Linked DNA regions of Mus musculus: all the other regions are linked to region 4. Evidence: chromatin contacts called from public HiChIP or PLAC-seq, capture Hi-C and promoter capture Hi-C data. All regions are on one chromosome and are shown on one strand. The core of a region is the stretch at or near the end of the contact, and the rest is flanking DNA. Distances in the headings are between cores, read along the strand shown. Region 1 holds the start of Alyref2 (Aly/REF export factor 2). Region 2 holds the start of Cd244a (CD244 molecule A). Region 3 holds the start of Igsf8 (immunoglobulin superfamily, member 8). Region 4 holds the start of Cd84 (CD84 antigen). Region 5 holds the start of Casq1 (calsequestrin 1).

Region 1 (2,700 bases), core at 154-2,653, 340 kb after region 4:
CGCTGAGAGGTCAGGTAGGTACCACCCCTACCAGACAGAAAAGACTTTCCATGTAATTAAACCCACCGCCTTCCTTGCTCATGGTGAGTAGGCATTCTGCCACTGAGCTGCATCAAAGGCAAGGTTTTTTCAATTCTTGTTTTATTCTTACATGATGGAGCTGAGAATGAAACCCACTTCTTCATGCATGCTAGTCAGTCATGTGTTCTGTCCATAAAAGTCATATTGTAATTTGTAATTTTTCTTTTTCTTTTTTAATTTTTCCAGTTCTACACACATTTCTATTTTATTATGACAAAGGTGAAAATGCCACCTTCTCCACAACAGCACCCAGGAAAACTTATCCCAAAAAATAACTCAGTACAAAACAGGTCTGTTTCAGAATTTAAAAAAAAAAAAAAAAAAAAACTTTACATGAGTTTTTAGATCCTATTTTAAAACAGGAAGTAAAAAGAAACAAAAAACCAAATTCACCATTGTCTGCACAGTCCAGTTGCCTACCCTCCCTCTAAGGCATCACAGACGAGGCGTCTGGGTCCCGGTTCTTGTGCGGATTTGTTCGGTTGTTTAGCTGGTGTCCCTCCTTGCATTGTAAGCATCCAGCTGTGCGTCCAACTCCTCTGCAGAAAGCTGCTGCTGCTTTGAGTTCCTGCCAGTGCCTCTACCCCTTCCCTGGCTGCCGCGGCCACCAAAGCCTCCAGAGCCACGGCTCCTTGTCATGCCGCCTCTGTTTCCGCTTTGTGCAGGTCTTCGCTGTGGATCGATCTGTGACGTGACAAGCTGGATGTCCATAGGGCGGCCATCCAAAGGGACGCCCTTGTACTGCTTCATAGCCTTCAGGGCATCTGCCCTCCGTTCAAAGTGTACATCCGCCGTCCCTAAACTTCGTCCAGAGCGATCGTAGTCCACAGCGGCTTTTTTCAACGTTCCAAATTCAGCAAAGAGTTCCTGAATGTCAGCATCTGACACCCCGAAGTCCAGGTTTGACACGAGCAGCTTGGCACCGGTCTCCACGCCTTCCCCACCCCCGCAGCCGCTGTCGAATAGGTCGTGCTGCCACTTGTCCGGAAGTGGTTTCGGTCTACTGTACGGTGCCGGCCGGTTCCTGCCGCCGCGGGCGATGGCGGGCCGGTTCCTCCTAGGCCCGCCGCCTCGATTCACCCGGCGCTGGTTACGGTTCAGCTTAATGATGTCGTCCAAAGACATGTCCATCTTGTCGGCCATGGCGGGCGCGGATCCGGGCCTGACTGGCCCGGCCCTCGCGGTGCAGACCAGAAAGTACTCAAATTCAATGATTCCCCCGCCTTGACTCCGCCTCTCCGACCGGTGCTGGAATCACAAGCGCACCAAAATCACACTTGGAAATTGGAAGTCTGTGCGCTTGTGAATCTGGCTTTCGCTCTGACCCCTGGTGGCCGCCCAGCGCCTAGAGACATCTGGGACAAATTCGAGGCACTTCCGGAAACCGAGCGGGCCACGCGGCTTCTCCGCGATATTTGCATACCCACAATGCAGTGCACACAGATGGTTGTATAATTTAAAAGGGTAGCGTGTTGTTTTCGTTGTTCTGTTTTATTCCTTTTATTCCTTAATGTGATAGAACCTTCAAAGATTTATCTGATATAATAAAGTAGTCAGTGTCTTTAGGAGTAAATAGTCACCATTAGTTGTCTAGGAAATACAGTCGGCCGAGAACTGTACACTAGGACAGCTGGGTATACTCTGGTTTCTCTTCAGATCGTATAAATCTTTCGCCTTTTACTAAAGATTTCCGTGGAGAGGAACAATTCTGAGTCTTACACTAATTTTTTGAGGCCTTGCTTTAGCAAGGCTATTAATAATGTTTAAAGTTAGAATTAACAGTCTTTATTGTGTGCTCTATGTATTTTTTTGTCTTCAGTGTTAACCAAAGTTAGAATTAACAGTCTTTATTGTGTGCTCTATGTATTTTCTTGTCTTCAGTGTTAACCACTGTAAGGTAAAAATGGCTTGAGCTTAGGCTAAAGAGACAGCTCATTGGTTAAAAGGGCTCAGTCGCATGGCGTTGTGTCTCATAACCGATAAAGTAAATAAGCCTTTAAAAGCAAATACTAAGTTTTTGTGGGAAGTCTGTAGACATGTTATTTATTAAGCTGTTTTTTATCTAGCTGCGTTATGTTGTGGTCTCAGTGAACATATGTATAAACCATTATTTTTAATATTTTATTTAAGTGCAAGGTGGTTATGGACTTAAGGCACGTACAATTTTCTAGCAAGATGGCTAACCCAGCTCTGTAGCTGAGGAAGAACTAGCGCCCCCTTCTGACTTCCATCAGTGCCAAGCAACGCTCAGATACGCAGGCAAAATATTCATACAAATAAAGGCAGATACATTCTAAAAAATAAATGCAGCCACTCGAGCAGAAGGGACAGGTTACCCTCAGAGCTGTGGGAGGGGCTAGACTATGATGCAATTCCCCATCTCCCCCCAGTCCCTCCCCCCCCAAAAAAATGAAAACTACTCTCCCACCCAAGACCTTTCCCTTAAGGACAGAGACTGTCCCTTTGAAATACCTCAGTCTCCTTATAGCTAAAATACCTCAGTAATAAGAACAGGTAACAAGGGGGCTGGAGAGATGGCTCAGTGGTTAAGAGCACCGACTGCTCTTCCGAAGGTCCGAAGTTCAAATCAGCAACCACATGGTGGCTCACAACCATCCG
Region 2 (2,700 bases), core at 191-2,690, 280 kb after region 4:
AAACATTCCTGAAACAGTTTGACAACACCCACTAAGAATATAGACACTTAGACCCCATGATGTGACCTTGAAGGTGTATTGCTGTGTGACAGAAAGGCTCATGGCACTACTGTAAAACCATTTTAAAGATCAGGTGCTCACCCTCAAGAGAGTGAGCAGAGGATGGTGTAAGCCTGGGATGGAGTTGTCTTATCTCACCCAGATGCATGGCATGCAGGGACTGGAAACTCCCATCAAAGAGATAAGATACATAGACAAACGTCATAGAAGTGTCAAGTAAAAGAAGTCAGGAACCCATACCATGGGATGCCACGTACATCCAGGCAAAACTAATCTGTGAGATTTGGAGTGAGAATATTGCTTATGTTTATGGGAAAGACAGTAGACAATGAGTGGACATAAACGCACGATTGTCCCAAAGTCATCAGAAAAGTGACTCACTGACACGTACACTGATATGCAGATATCACACTTTAGTAAGAAAGGTTTGTCATCATCATCTGGCTGCCCCTGGGGTGACTTCTACTGAACCAGAGTCTCTTTGAGTCCTGAGCCAAAATCTCTTCCTCAGGAAGAGATTCCTCCATTCATGCCTCATTTGAGAGGAGGTAAGGTGACCAGAAGCTGAATGCAAATGAGTTGGGCCTGCTAGAGGGACTCCCGGGGTCCCCTCCAGCACAGTGACAACTAGAAAACAGTCCCTGAGAAATGCAAGGCTCAACCCAACCCACCCAAAGTGGAGCAGTCTCTGTGCTGACTCGTGAGACCCTGCCTGTCCTACCTTCTTTTCTCTACCTTACCTCACCCAGACCCAAAGCATCCAGGGACTCCTCACAACTCCCAGACCATCCTTTTCTTCAGAATGGACACGAATTCTGTGGGGAAGGTGACAATGACAAGGTGGTGTTTGTGTGAAACTGTGTCGGAATGAAGGAAAAAGCTATGGCTGGTGATGAATCCACTCCCAGAGCGAGAAAAGGGAAAGCTAATGCACACATTGCTCCAGAGAAGGCTTGTACACACATCGCTCCAGTTTTCCACAGTTTTCATACAGACTAAACTCCACCCACTTTACAATAGCCCTAAGGACCTGGACCACCTTCTCTAACCTCTCCTCTGGCTTTCTGTGTTCCAGGTGACTATCGAAATGGCATAATCAGAGGCTCTAACTTCTGATCTCCCTCACACACTCAGGCACCCATGGGTGTATGCCAGGCCCCATCCCACACCAACACAAAAATCCTTACCTTGGCCCTGATGAGCCCTGAGGAGCAGAAAGGTTGTGAACAGGACAGCTTGCCCCAACATCACCACAGGACAGAGCAGACTACGGGGGCCCTGTCTTCTCCAGGTGCTCAGATGTCAATAGGCTCGCAGCTAACTGTCAGCAGGACACAGCAGAACTACCTCACTGCCTGTCCAGCCACAATTTCCTCAACTGAAGGCTGTTCACTTCTGCTGTGCACTGACAAGGCTACCGAGAAAGCCTCAGTCCCTCCACGTGGGTTCCCACAAGCTAAGATGCCTCCAGTGGGTGGGTACTCAGAGTGCACAGTGACTCACAAAAAACCAGTTGCAAAATCCCAGCCCTTGGTCCTCCTCAGCCTGGTGCTGAATTCTTAGTGGCTCCCACAGGGTGGGAAAGAAAACCAACAGTCATTATTCCAGGCTGCCCCAAACCAGCATACACCGTGGAAGCAGAAGTCTGAAGGAACTTAGGGGTAGGGTGGCCTGAGAAGAAGAACCCTGAGTAAGTAGGTACTAACGTGGAAGAGGAAGAGCATATGGGGTGATTAAGGAAGAGACATAACATTTAGACTTGCTGGGAAAAATCTCATGAGCCCAGGAAGTCTGATCTCAAATGTTCAACATATGCAAACTGTGTTCCTCCTTTCACCCCTCCACAACCAAAGGATGTGAAACGCTTTGTGGTGCTCACCCCCTTCCGTGGCTGGATTCATCCTGTAGAAGAGCAGGCAGCAGAGATCCTTTGAACTCCAAGGAGGGGTGGAGTCAGTGGTACCCACCCCACCCCACCCCGAACCCCACTCCCTCAGGACCCTTTACTTCAAGGCCATATCCAGAAGCCAGGCCTCTTGCTCTTTTCCTCTTCTTTTCCCCTTAGCAACAAACACGTGTGGTTCTCCCAAGCCCATCCTCTCATTCCATTCTTTGATCTGTTTCTAGCCCGACCAACACTGAGCAAGAGCGGCCTTTATAGGACAGGTGGCTGCCAGTGGTGGCAAGCAACGGATGCTCTGGACCAGACAGACAGTCAATTTGGAGTCAAAGACCTGGACTTGAACTCCAGCTCATCAACTTGCAACCTGTGTAGTGCTGACCAAATTGCTTTCTGAGTCCTCACAGTCAACAGCAGTTGGGTAAGCGAGATGGCTCAGTGGGTTAAGGTGCTCATCATCAGGCCTGCCAGCCGGAGCATAATCGCCAGAATCCTCCTGATGAAGAGGGAGGATGGACTCCACCCCTGACTTCCACACATGCCCAAGTGAACACACACACACACACACACACACACACACACACACACACACACACACACACACAAACACAAATCTATGATCTTCCCCCTGAAGGTAAGCAATACATGGAAATGGAAACTTGGCTTCCCTTCAAGATAGTTTTCAGCACCAAATTAATAGCTATCCTTGAGAGCTTGAATAGAAAGCTCTGGAATATACT
Region 3 (2,700 bases), core at 104-2,603, 470 kb before region 4:
CCCACAGCTCCTTCAACTCCCTACATCACTCTGCCTCCCGCCTTGTTCCCAAAGGAGTTTTCATCCTGGCCCCAAGAAGCCCAAGGAACCATTCTGTACAACACTGCGCAGTTCTGGTATAAACCAGAGAAGGAGGTTGGGGTGCCCCACTATAGTATCTTCTCCATATGCATAACACACACACACACACACACACACACACACACACACACACACGTTCCTTTCAAGGGCTTCAGTCTCCTGGCAACTGCTCCATGCCATATCTTTCCCAGAACACCTCCTACAGGGAGCCCTCCAAGTCAGACCCCAAACATGGTAATGTTAGCAACCTCCACAGGCCTCAACACACACACACTCACACTCACACACACACACCAGACATGACGCAAGGTTGGCCCAGAAAACACACCATCATAAACACCCACCAGGACAGACACTGGGTGCTTAGAGATCCCAGGTTCAGTTTCCATGGAGCCTGGTTTCTCCTGAGGCAGGGATGTTGGGACCAACTGAGTCTGACAACCAGGCAAATATCTGGGAGCGTGGAAGAAGGGCAAAGAGGGAACTGGCCCAGGGTGGAGACACGTGAGGGAAGAAGCCTCAGATGGTGACATGTTATATTGGGAGGTGGGGGTGTTGGGGAGACTTTTTTCAGAGATCGTGGTCAGAATCAGCCCCTGGGCCTCCAGCCAACTCTAGGCAATTATGAAGACCGCCAGGCACTGCCCACGCAGAGCAAACACCCAAAACCAGGCCTTGAGCCGAGAGTGGGGCAGAAGGTTGTCACGGTATTTGGTAGCAACGACCCCAGACGCTGGGTGTAACCGATGAGAAGTGGTGCCTGCCTCCGGAGGCCCGATGGTGTCTCAGGGGATACCTCAGTAGGTCGCCCATATGCCCCAGCTAGGAACCTAGAGCGAGGACACCACCACCCTCCCCATAACTGATTGGGCAGACAGGCGCAAAAGGAAGCGAGACGCCGAGCCCAGAGACAGTGGAGGCACGTCTGTTGGAGAAGTAGGGATGCAACCAGCTCTGAAATGCTAGGAAGGTGGGCTGGTGGGCTGCACGGTGTTAGGCACCTACCCGGCCGGGACAGGGACGCGGCGACCACCACCTGGCTTACCAAGTATTAGCAGCAGCAGCAGGAGCGAACTCAGCGGCGTGGGGCTAGGGACGCCCATTCTGCGTAGGCGGCTCTGAGGAGACTCCTGGGGGCGGCGTGGGCTCTGGGGGGCCAGGGCCGCGGGGGGCGCATGCCCAGGTGGGGGGCAGAAAGCGGAGCAGTGAAGCGTGGGTGCGCAGAGCCCAGCCGAGCGGGAGCCGCCAACTCCCCGCCCTCCACCCTTCTTCCCCTCCTCCCGCCGCTCTTCCCGCCCTCCGCAGCTCGGGAGACCAGTCCCAGCCGCGCCCCGCTGCCCGGCCCCGCCCCCGCCTCGCCCCGCCCCAGGCCGTCGCCTGGGCCAGACTTCGACCCTGATGGTGGCTCCGCCTCTGGCCTCAGGCTGGGCGAACTGGCGGCACCTGGGCTCCTCTACCCCCATTTCCTCGCTCAGAGGGCACCCCGCCCTGCACCTGCCAGCCTTCCAGGGAGAATGGGGTGCTTGCAGGGCCTCTGGGGATGCATGATGGGGTGACTGTGGTTACGCACTCAGAATCCAATTGGGTGATGTGGGCCACTGAGTCTTGGCAGCAAACCCTGCTGATTTATGTAGGCATGGCCTGACCCACGGTTTCCTGGACGTGAAGCGGACCCAAAGGGGCTTCAGAGTCCTGGAAGATCGCTGGAAATCTGTTCTAATACCCGGTCAGAATGCAAAGCGAAAGGGAAGTGGGTTAGCGGTCCAGACTTCCTAGCTGGAAGATCCTTGTTCAGCTCAATGCTTTCAAGCTCACTTCCCCCCCCCCCCCCGCCACGTACGGAACAGAGATTGTAAACACTCGAGGAGTTACGGCGATTATTAGCTGAGATCATGCACATACGTTTCATGCACACGGTAACTATGGGGGTGTTTTGTTTTTGCGTTAAACTGCTTTCTACCAATTGGAGTCTCCAACGAGAGGACGTAACACACCTCTTTGCTGGGGAAGGTGGAGCTAGCCTGGAGGTAGGAAAAAGGAAGAGAAACCTCTTCCCAAAGCCATGTCTCCAACTGTGAAAAAGGCGGAGAGTAGGGTGGGGCCAGGATGGGAAGAAGGGGCGGCTCAGCCTGCAAAACCAGGGCGCGGAAGTGCCCATTAGGGGGAAGTGGCCTAGAACACGTCTAGATCTTCACCTCCATTCCCTACTTGTCCCCTTCACCCCTGCTCCCTCGCTTACTGCTTCCTATTGAGAAAACTGAGGCACAGACAGGAAAAGAGATCCGGGCCAGCGGTGACTTCCTCTTCTCAGAAGTCGTATTCGTGGGGCTGCCAGTGGAAGCCACATTCAGCAACCACAGAGAAACACTGATAGGGAATCTATAGGGAAGTCAGAACTCCAACCCTGGTCGCCCAAGACTGCCTAGCAAGAGGCTAAGGGACCTGCTCCTTGTCACCTGGATATATCCCAAGCCTGGTTTCTTCACACTGTTTCTCTAGAAGCCATGTTGAGCCATGTGAAAACTGCAAGCTACCGGGAGACTTTGGGAGAAAGCATTCTCCCTTTAGCTGGAGGTTGAGTGGATTGAATGACTTTCTGGTACCGGTTTGAAAGTCGGT
Region 4 (2,700 bases), core at 13-2,512:
AGGAGGGACCAGGAGTTGAAGGCATAGGTAGGAAAGGGGACAGAAAGTGAAAGAAGACTGGTTTAATGTGATGAAGCACATTGCTTGGGTCTTAAGGTCTCACTCTAGTTCAGTAGGTTGAGTGTAATATGAACAGAAAGCCCAGGAAATTCTGCTGAAACGAGATCAAAGGGACACGTCCCTGCCCTCCCATGTGTATTTTCTAAAAAGTTATGACATAGTAGGACTTCAATACTAACAAGGTTCAGAACTCACAGGTTTGTAGGCAAAGGAACCAGATCCACAGATGGCGCTGGGCCATGTCCAGTCAGACTCCAGTCTTCTGAGGAAAAATAACTGGTGTGGTAGCTGCTTTCACTTCAGTGTGGTGTTTCCGGAGCTGGAGGGAGGAAGTGTGAGCTGATTAAGATGTGTTACTTCTTAACCTACTTACTAGTGTTTTCCATTATACAACAGCAGTGCATATTCATTATTAATTATCCAACAAATATTTATTAAGTGCCTACTATGTGCCAGACATATCATGGATGTTGATCAGTAGCTATAAAGTAATGAGTTCCCTTTGTGGAGTTTATATTCTTTATAGAGGGATTGATAATTATACAGGAAATTTCAGTAAATGGTGATATATGCTGCAGCAGGAAGAAATGCAGGGTGGAGGCATCTACTCCAGGCTAGGGTAAGTTAGGGAGATTTCTGAAAGGAATTGACAATGTAGCTGAGACAAATATGAAGAATGAACTAGTATTTTTAGGCAAGGGGTTAATTGTATTTTGAATCACAAGAATAAGCCATAGTCTTTGAGTTCAGTGTCTCCATGTTTGCATCCATTGCCTCCTGCCCACTGGCCCTATAAAGTCAGCATCTGTGATCTGGAGATTGCTGTATCTCTCCCACTGACCCACCATCACCTAGTTACATTAACTCCCCCACTCACGTCATGAATCAGCACCAATTGTCTCTACACCTGCCTCGCATGGACCCCTTAGTGAGACAAGCGCAGCTAAGCTGAGCACCCCAAGACCCACTCTGCACTCTCAGTGCAAGTATGTCAGATTCCAAAAGGCAGACACACATTTCCAGATAGCAAGCCAAAGATAGAGCCCTCAATGGATCTGAAGTCAGACCCAGAGGCAAACTAGATCCAGAGGACCCCTTCCCAGAGCATAACATCAGATTCTGGTCCAGAGCTGGTCCAGAAAGGTGTTCACCATCAGACAGAAAAGGAAGAAGTGGTCAGTCACAGAGGAACTCCAAGCACTGAGACGGGTTTGTGGAACCAGAAAAGGAACACGGGAGACACCACAAACCATCCAGCAGTAAATGAGCCGATTCCTGGTCATGACTGGTGCTGAAGATGATACCCTGCTCTCAGAGGAGGACTAGAGACACAGACCTTAGTAGTCCAAGCACAGAGAGAAATGACACCTCAACTGTACCATAACCCTCTGGAACATTGCAAATACTCAAGGAAACAAGAAAATTGACTCAAGAGAAACTGACCTTGACACCTGAGCTGAGAGCTCCACTTTAAAATCACATATTACACACAGACACACACACACAGACACAGCACACCCAGAGACACACACAGACACACAGACAGACACACATACCACACACACACAGAGACACACAGGCACACACACACAGAGACACACACAGGCACACGTATACAGAGACACACACAGACACACATACACAGACAGACACACACAACAAAAAAAGTAACAGGGATGGAAGACATAGTAAGGGACTGAGATATTAGGTCAAAGACAGTGACTGGTTTAATATAAGTGTGTAAAATGTGTGATATACTTAGGACAACATGGAAAGAGCAAATTTGTGAATTATGGAGTAAAAGAAGTTGAATTGCATGCTAAAGGTGTAAAAAATATTTTCCACAAAACCATAGTAAAAATAGTTCCACATTTAGGGAAATAGTGAAATGTACACAGAACACCAAATAGGCATGAATCGACAGATACACACACACCACACACAGAGTCACACACAGACATACACAGAGACACACACACAGACACACATAGACACACACACAGACACTCAGACACAGACACACAAATACAAACTAAAATAACTTGTATTGGAGAGATGGCTCAGTGGTTAGCACTGCTCCCACTTTCAGAGGACCTGGTTTTGATTCTCAGCACCTATAACTGTCTGTAACTCTCATTTCAGGGGATCAAACACTGTCTTCTGATCTCAGAAGGCACTGCACACATGTGGTGCACAGACATACATACAAACAATCATACCTTTAAAACAAAAAGTAACCAAACCTGTCTCTTCCTTAAACTACACTCCCCGGAGTAGCAACTCTTAATGGACGTGACTTAGACATAAACTTCCATAGAGTGATTATGAATATATTCTCACTTCTTGACATGTTCAAAGATATGAAGGCCCGCTTAAAGAAATGAAAGTAGACATGAATAAAAGTTTAATAATGATATAGGAAGCTAATTGTTAGATATGAAAGTGGAATTAAATAAAGAAATGGAAATATGAAAGAAAAATCAAACTGAATTGATGCTGAAAATGAAAAGCTTAAGAAAAATAAATATGCAGTGTAAGGCCTCTGCAACTAAATGTGTTGTACTGGCTAGTTTTGTGTCAACTTGACACAGCTGGAATTATCACAGAGAAAGGAGCTTTGGTTGGGGAAATGCCTCCATG
Region 5 (2,700 bases), core at 85-2,584, 380 kb before region 4:
GCTATTCTGCTAGCATAACTTTATACTTCTTCCTAGATGCGAATTAAACGCCATCCTTCTAGAATGAGAAGTACGTTGCACTGTGGACATGGAAGTCTGACTTTATTGTGATCTCCCCCTTGAGCCCTCTTGAGCCTCAGTTTACCTAAATATAGTATGAGCCCTAGAAGGCCATGCAGGAGTCCTTGCTAAGTACTCAAAGCTTAATTCAACTCTTCACCTCTAAGCTAGGACCCTAAAAATGACAGCCTTCGTACCTCCAGCTCAGCTGTGTGCCTCAGATGCACAGAATTAATCCACAGCGTCCGATAAGGGCACAGGGTCCACCTCTTCCTGTTTACCTCGAGTTAACTTTTTCCCATACTTATACCGGATCATCTGTCCTTGTCAAAGACATAGGAATGAATAGTAGCTATTAGCTCTCTATAGACCTGTGCAGTCTGAGGAATCCTCCCAGCCCCTTATGCCCTAGAATCAGAGTCCCACGGGATCAGGCCAGAGCCCTCAGAGGAGGAAGCGCCACGAAGCAGTGGGCAGTACAGGCAGAGAAAGCCCAAGTCGCCATCACTACAGGATGGAACTCGGGCCAGCCCTGTCCTTCCCCCTGCATTCCTGAGTTGGGACTGTTGAGTGAAGCAAAGGAAACTGACTGGAGCTAAGCCAGGATTCTGGTCTTGGACTCCGCTCCATCTTTTATTCAGAGAATGATCTCATCCTTGGTCCACGGTCTTTAAAGGGAACTGCACGGGGGTTTCTTTCCTGGAGCCTGGAATGCGCTTTTATTGCTCATGTCTCGTCCATAAGATCAAAGAAATAGGCTTTACCTATAGAAGACTGCTGGATTTTAGGAGTTAGAAATACCACATTCTCTCCTGTATTATCAGTTTAGCCTCTGGCCCAGAAGGTGTCGTCCTTGCTACCTGTACTTCTTTCTGATAGGCCTTGTCCTACTCTGGGATCCCTGGATACCCTACATCCCCCCTCCTCCAGCCCCAGCCTCACTTACCCCTAACTCATCTGGTCTTATTTTTAGATCCGGCATCTCTCTCTCTCCCTTTCTTAATATGGCGATGAGCTCTTAGGCCTGCATGGGGCCAGGGGCTAAGGAGTCCTGGACACTGGGGGAGGGGGAAGGAACCAGCTGCTGGGAGGGAGCCTAGGGAAGAGGTATAGGAGGTGAGAGGATTCAGGCTCTCATGGAGCTGTCCTGGCCTCAGAAGGTTATCCATCCCTCCTGCCAACCACAGAGACATATTTAGACAGGACCAGGTGGGGACGGAGGGGGTGCCAGTTTCAAGGGGCAGCTCCGGTTCCCTCCCCGCCCCTGCTCCTATTCCTCCTCCTGACCCTTTTTCTCTTGGCTCTGTCGGCAGTTTCTCCAGGACCCAGCAGTGTCCTCTGTCCACTGCTCTGGCCCACTCTCTACCCCACCCCCACCTGGAGCCCCTAACTCAGGATTCTGTATCCGAGGGGCACCTCTCCCTATTTCAGCTAACCTCCTCTGGACCAGGAGAGCAGGCCCAGATTGTACTACCTCCATGAGAGCTACCGACAGGATGGGGGCCAGAGCAGTGTCCGAGCTGCGGCTGGCACTGCTGTTTGTACTGGTGCTAGGGACGCCCAGGTTAGGGGTCCAGGGGGAAGATGGGTTGGACTTCCCTGAGTACGACGGTGTGGACCGTGTGATCAATGTGAACGCCAAGAACTACAAGAACGTGTTTAAGAAGTATGAGGTGCTGGCCCTCCTCTACCATGAGCCCCCCGAGGACGACAAGGCCTCGCAGAGACAATTTGAGATGGAGGAGCTAATCCTGGAGGTGAGTGGAGAATAGCAGGCCTGGAGAGCATGCTCAGTCCCCTCGGTGAGCCCTGAGTCTGAGGGTGGGGGCTAGCTTAAGAGCAGCATGGCTGCTGGGCCTCTGTCTCCACCAAGTACATGACTGGAATGTGGCCTTGGCAAAAAGAAAAAGACTCAGGGACCAAGGTCCTACCCTTCTGTTGGTAAGTTGTGCTGCAGGAGGCAGGGGCACTAGGTTTGGCTGGGGGGGGGGAGAAGCTGGGTGGGGGGAGCTTGCACAGTACCCTGCACTGTGCTTCATACTACTCTTGTGGCCAAAAGATCCCCCTCTCTTTACACACGTAGGGCCGTGCTCCAAGACGCAAACAGCAGAACCGTGAACACGATTGTTCTTTTATTTGCCTTCAACTGACTTAGTGACTGTACAGTTAAATGACTTCTAGAGGCTTCCCACAGACCTCCCCAGGCCAACCCGCCGCGTTTTGTCCCCTAGGGGAAGTCCTTACTAGAAAACTCTCACGAAGGCTTCAGCATGCCTTCCCCATCATTTCAGCCAGAGAATCTACTTTAGGTCCAAGGCAGAGACGGTTAATACAAAAAAGAAATGAGGGGAGGCAGCCTTCCGATTGGATTACGTGGCCACACGCATCCCTAATGGAGCTAGGATACGTTTGCCTTTGTCTGCACTTCCCCGGCTTGGTGATACAGAGAGGCTCCACCTTGTCCGAGCTTGGAATGTTTCAGTGTAAGACACCCGGCCCCCTGGCTTGCATTTCCGTGTGCCCCATCGGGCTCTGCAAACTGCTATCTGATTAATGAGCCAAGTATTTTTATCCTCCATGTTCAGTGGCCTCTGCCATCCACCTGCCACCCGCCCTCCCATTCTCCTAAGGATCACTGCA

What was found. Promoter capture Hi-C pulls out the DNA fragments that hold promoters and counts their contacts. HiChIP or PLAC-seq counts read pairs in DNA pulled down with a chosen protein or histone mark. Capture Hi-C pulls out chosen DNA fragments and counts their contacts.
Region 1: a contact with region 4 is called in a capture Hi-C map of macrophages, with 3 times the contacts expected there. The contact joins the promoter of Alyref2 here to the promoter of Cd84 in region 4. A contact is called at or near these places in 2 of 39 promoter capture datasets (pre-B cells and stem cell-derived epiblast-like cells), 4 of 115 datasets of contacts at active chromatin or transcription factors (bone marrow-derived macrophages, effector CD8 T cells, memory CD8 T cells and 1 more) and 2 of 9 other capture datasets (liver and macrophages).
Region 2: a promoter capture Hi-C map of erythroid cells shows a contact between it and region 4, with 12 times the contacts expected there. The contact joins the promoter of Cd244a here to the promoter of Cd84 in region 4. A contact is called at or near these places in 13 of 39 promoter capture datasets (the C10 cell line, the HPC-7 cell line, cranial neural crest and 8 more), 1 of 15 datasets of contacts at CTCF or cohesin (the NIH/3T3 cell line), 1 of 484 Hi-C or Micro-C datasets (nephron progenitors), 5 of 115 datasets of contacts at active chromatin or transcription factors (the HPC-7 cell line, bone marrow-derived dendritic cells, bone marrow-derived macrophages and 2 more) and 2 of 9 other capture datasets (adipose tissue and macrophages).
Region 3: a contact with region 4 is called in an H3K27ac HiChIP or PLAC-seq map of T-cell acute lymphoblastic leukemia, with 5 times the contacts expected there. The contact joins the promoter of Igsf8 here to the promoter of Cd84 in region 4. A contact is called at or near these places in 6 of 39 promoter capture datasets (the C10 cell line, the HPC-7 cell line, embryonic stem cells and 3 more), 1 of 15 datasets of contacts at CTCF or cohesin (CD8 T cells), 3 of 484 Hi-C or Micro-C datasets (the MNK3 cell line, group 2 innate lymphoid cells and natural killer cells), 11 of 115 datasets of contacts at active chromatin or transcription factors (the 230-238 cell line, the HPC-7 cell line, T-cell acute lymphoblastic leukemia and 7 more) and 1 of 9 other capture datasets (liver).
Region 5: a promoter capture Hi-C map of the HPC-7 cell line shows a contact between it and region 4. The contact joins the promoter of Casq1 here to the promoter of Cd84 in region 4. A contact is called at or near these places in 8 of 39 promoter capture datasets (the C10 cell line, the HPC-7 cell line, HPC-7-derived erythroid cells and 5 more), 3 of 115 datasets of contacts at active chromatin or transcription factors (bone marrow-derived macrophages, effector CD8 T cells and memory CD8 T cells) and 2 of 9 other capture datasets (liver and macrophages).

Annotation. Positions count from the first base shown.
Region 1 is chr1:171,502,181-171,504,880 of GRCm38.p6, reverse strand. It overlaps Alyref2 (Aly/REF export factor 2), which reads right to left and starts at 1,403. Exons shown (of 1, transcript NM_019484.4): 1 at 131-1,403. The coding sequence starts at 1,224. The coding sequence ends at 568. LOC115487699 (a small nuclear RNA gene) reads left to right here and starts at 1,718; the gene lies at 1,718-1,833.
Region 2 is chr1:171,557,933-171,560,632 of GRCm38.p6, reverse strand. Cd244a (CD244 molecule A) reads right to left here and starts at 1,440. Exons shown (of 9, transcript NM_018729.2): 1 at 1,248-1,440. The coding sequence starts at 1,308. Gm35200 (a long non-coding RNA gene) reads left to right here. Exons shown (of 5, transcript XR_373705.3): 3 at 2,188-2,700.
Region 3 is chr1:172,311,020-172,313,719 of GRCm38.p6, reverse strand. Igsf8 (immunoglobulin superfamily, member 8) reads right to left here and starts at 1,353. Exons shown (of 7, transcript NM_080419.2): 1 at 1,127-1,353. The coding sequence starts at 1,184.
Region 4 is chr1:171,838,259-171,840,958 of GRCm38.p6, reverse strand. Cd84 (CD84 antigen) reads right to left here and starts at 1,262. Exons shown (of 9, transcript NM_013489.3): 1 at 1,161-1,262; 2 at 256-379. The coding sequence starts at 301.
Region 5 is chr1:172,218,529-172,221,228 of GRCm38.p6, reverse strand. Casq1 (calsequestrin 1) reads left to right here and starts at 1,334. Exons shown (of 11, transcript NM_009813.2): 1 at 1,334-1,817. The coding sequence starts at 1,539.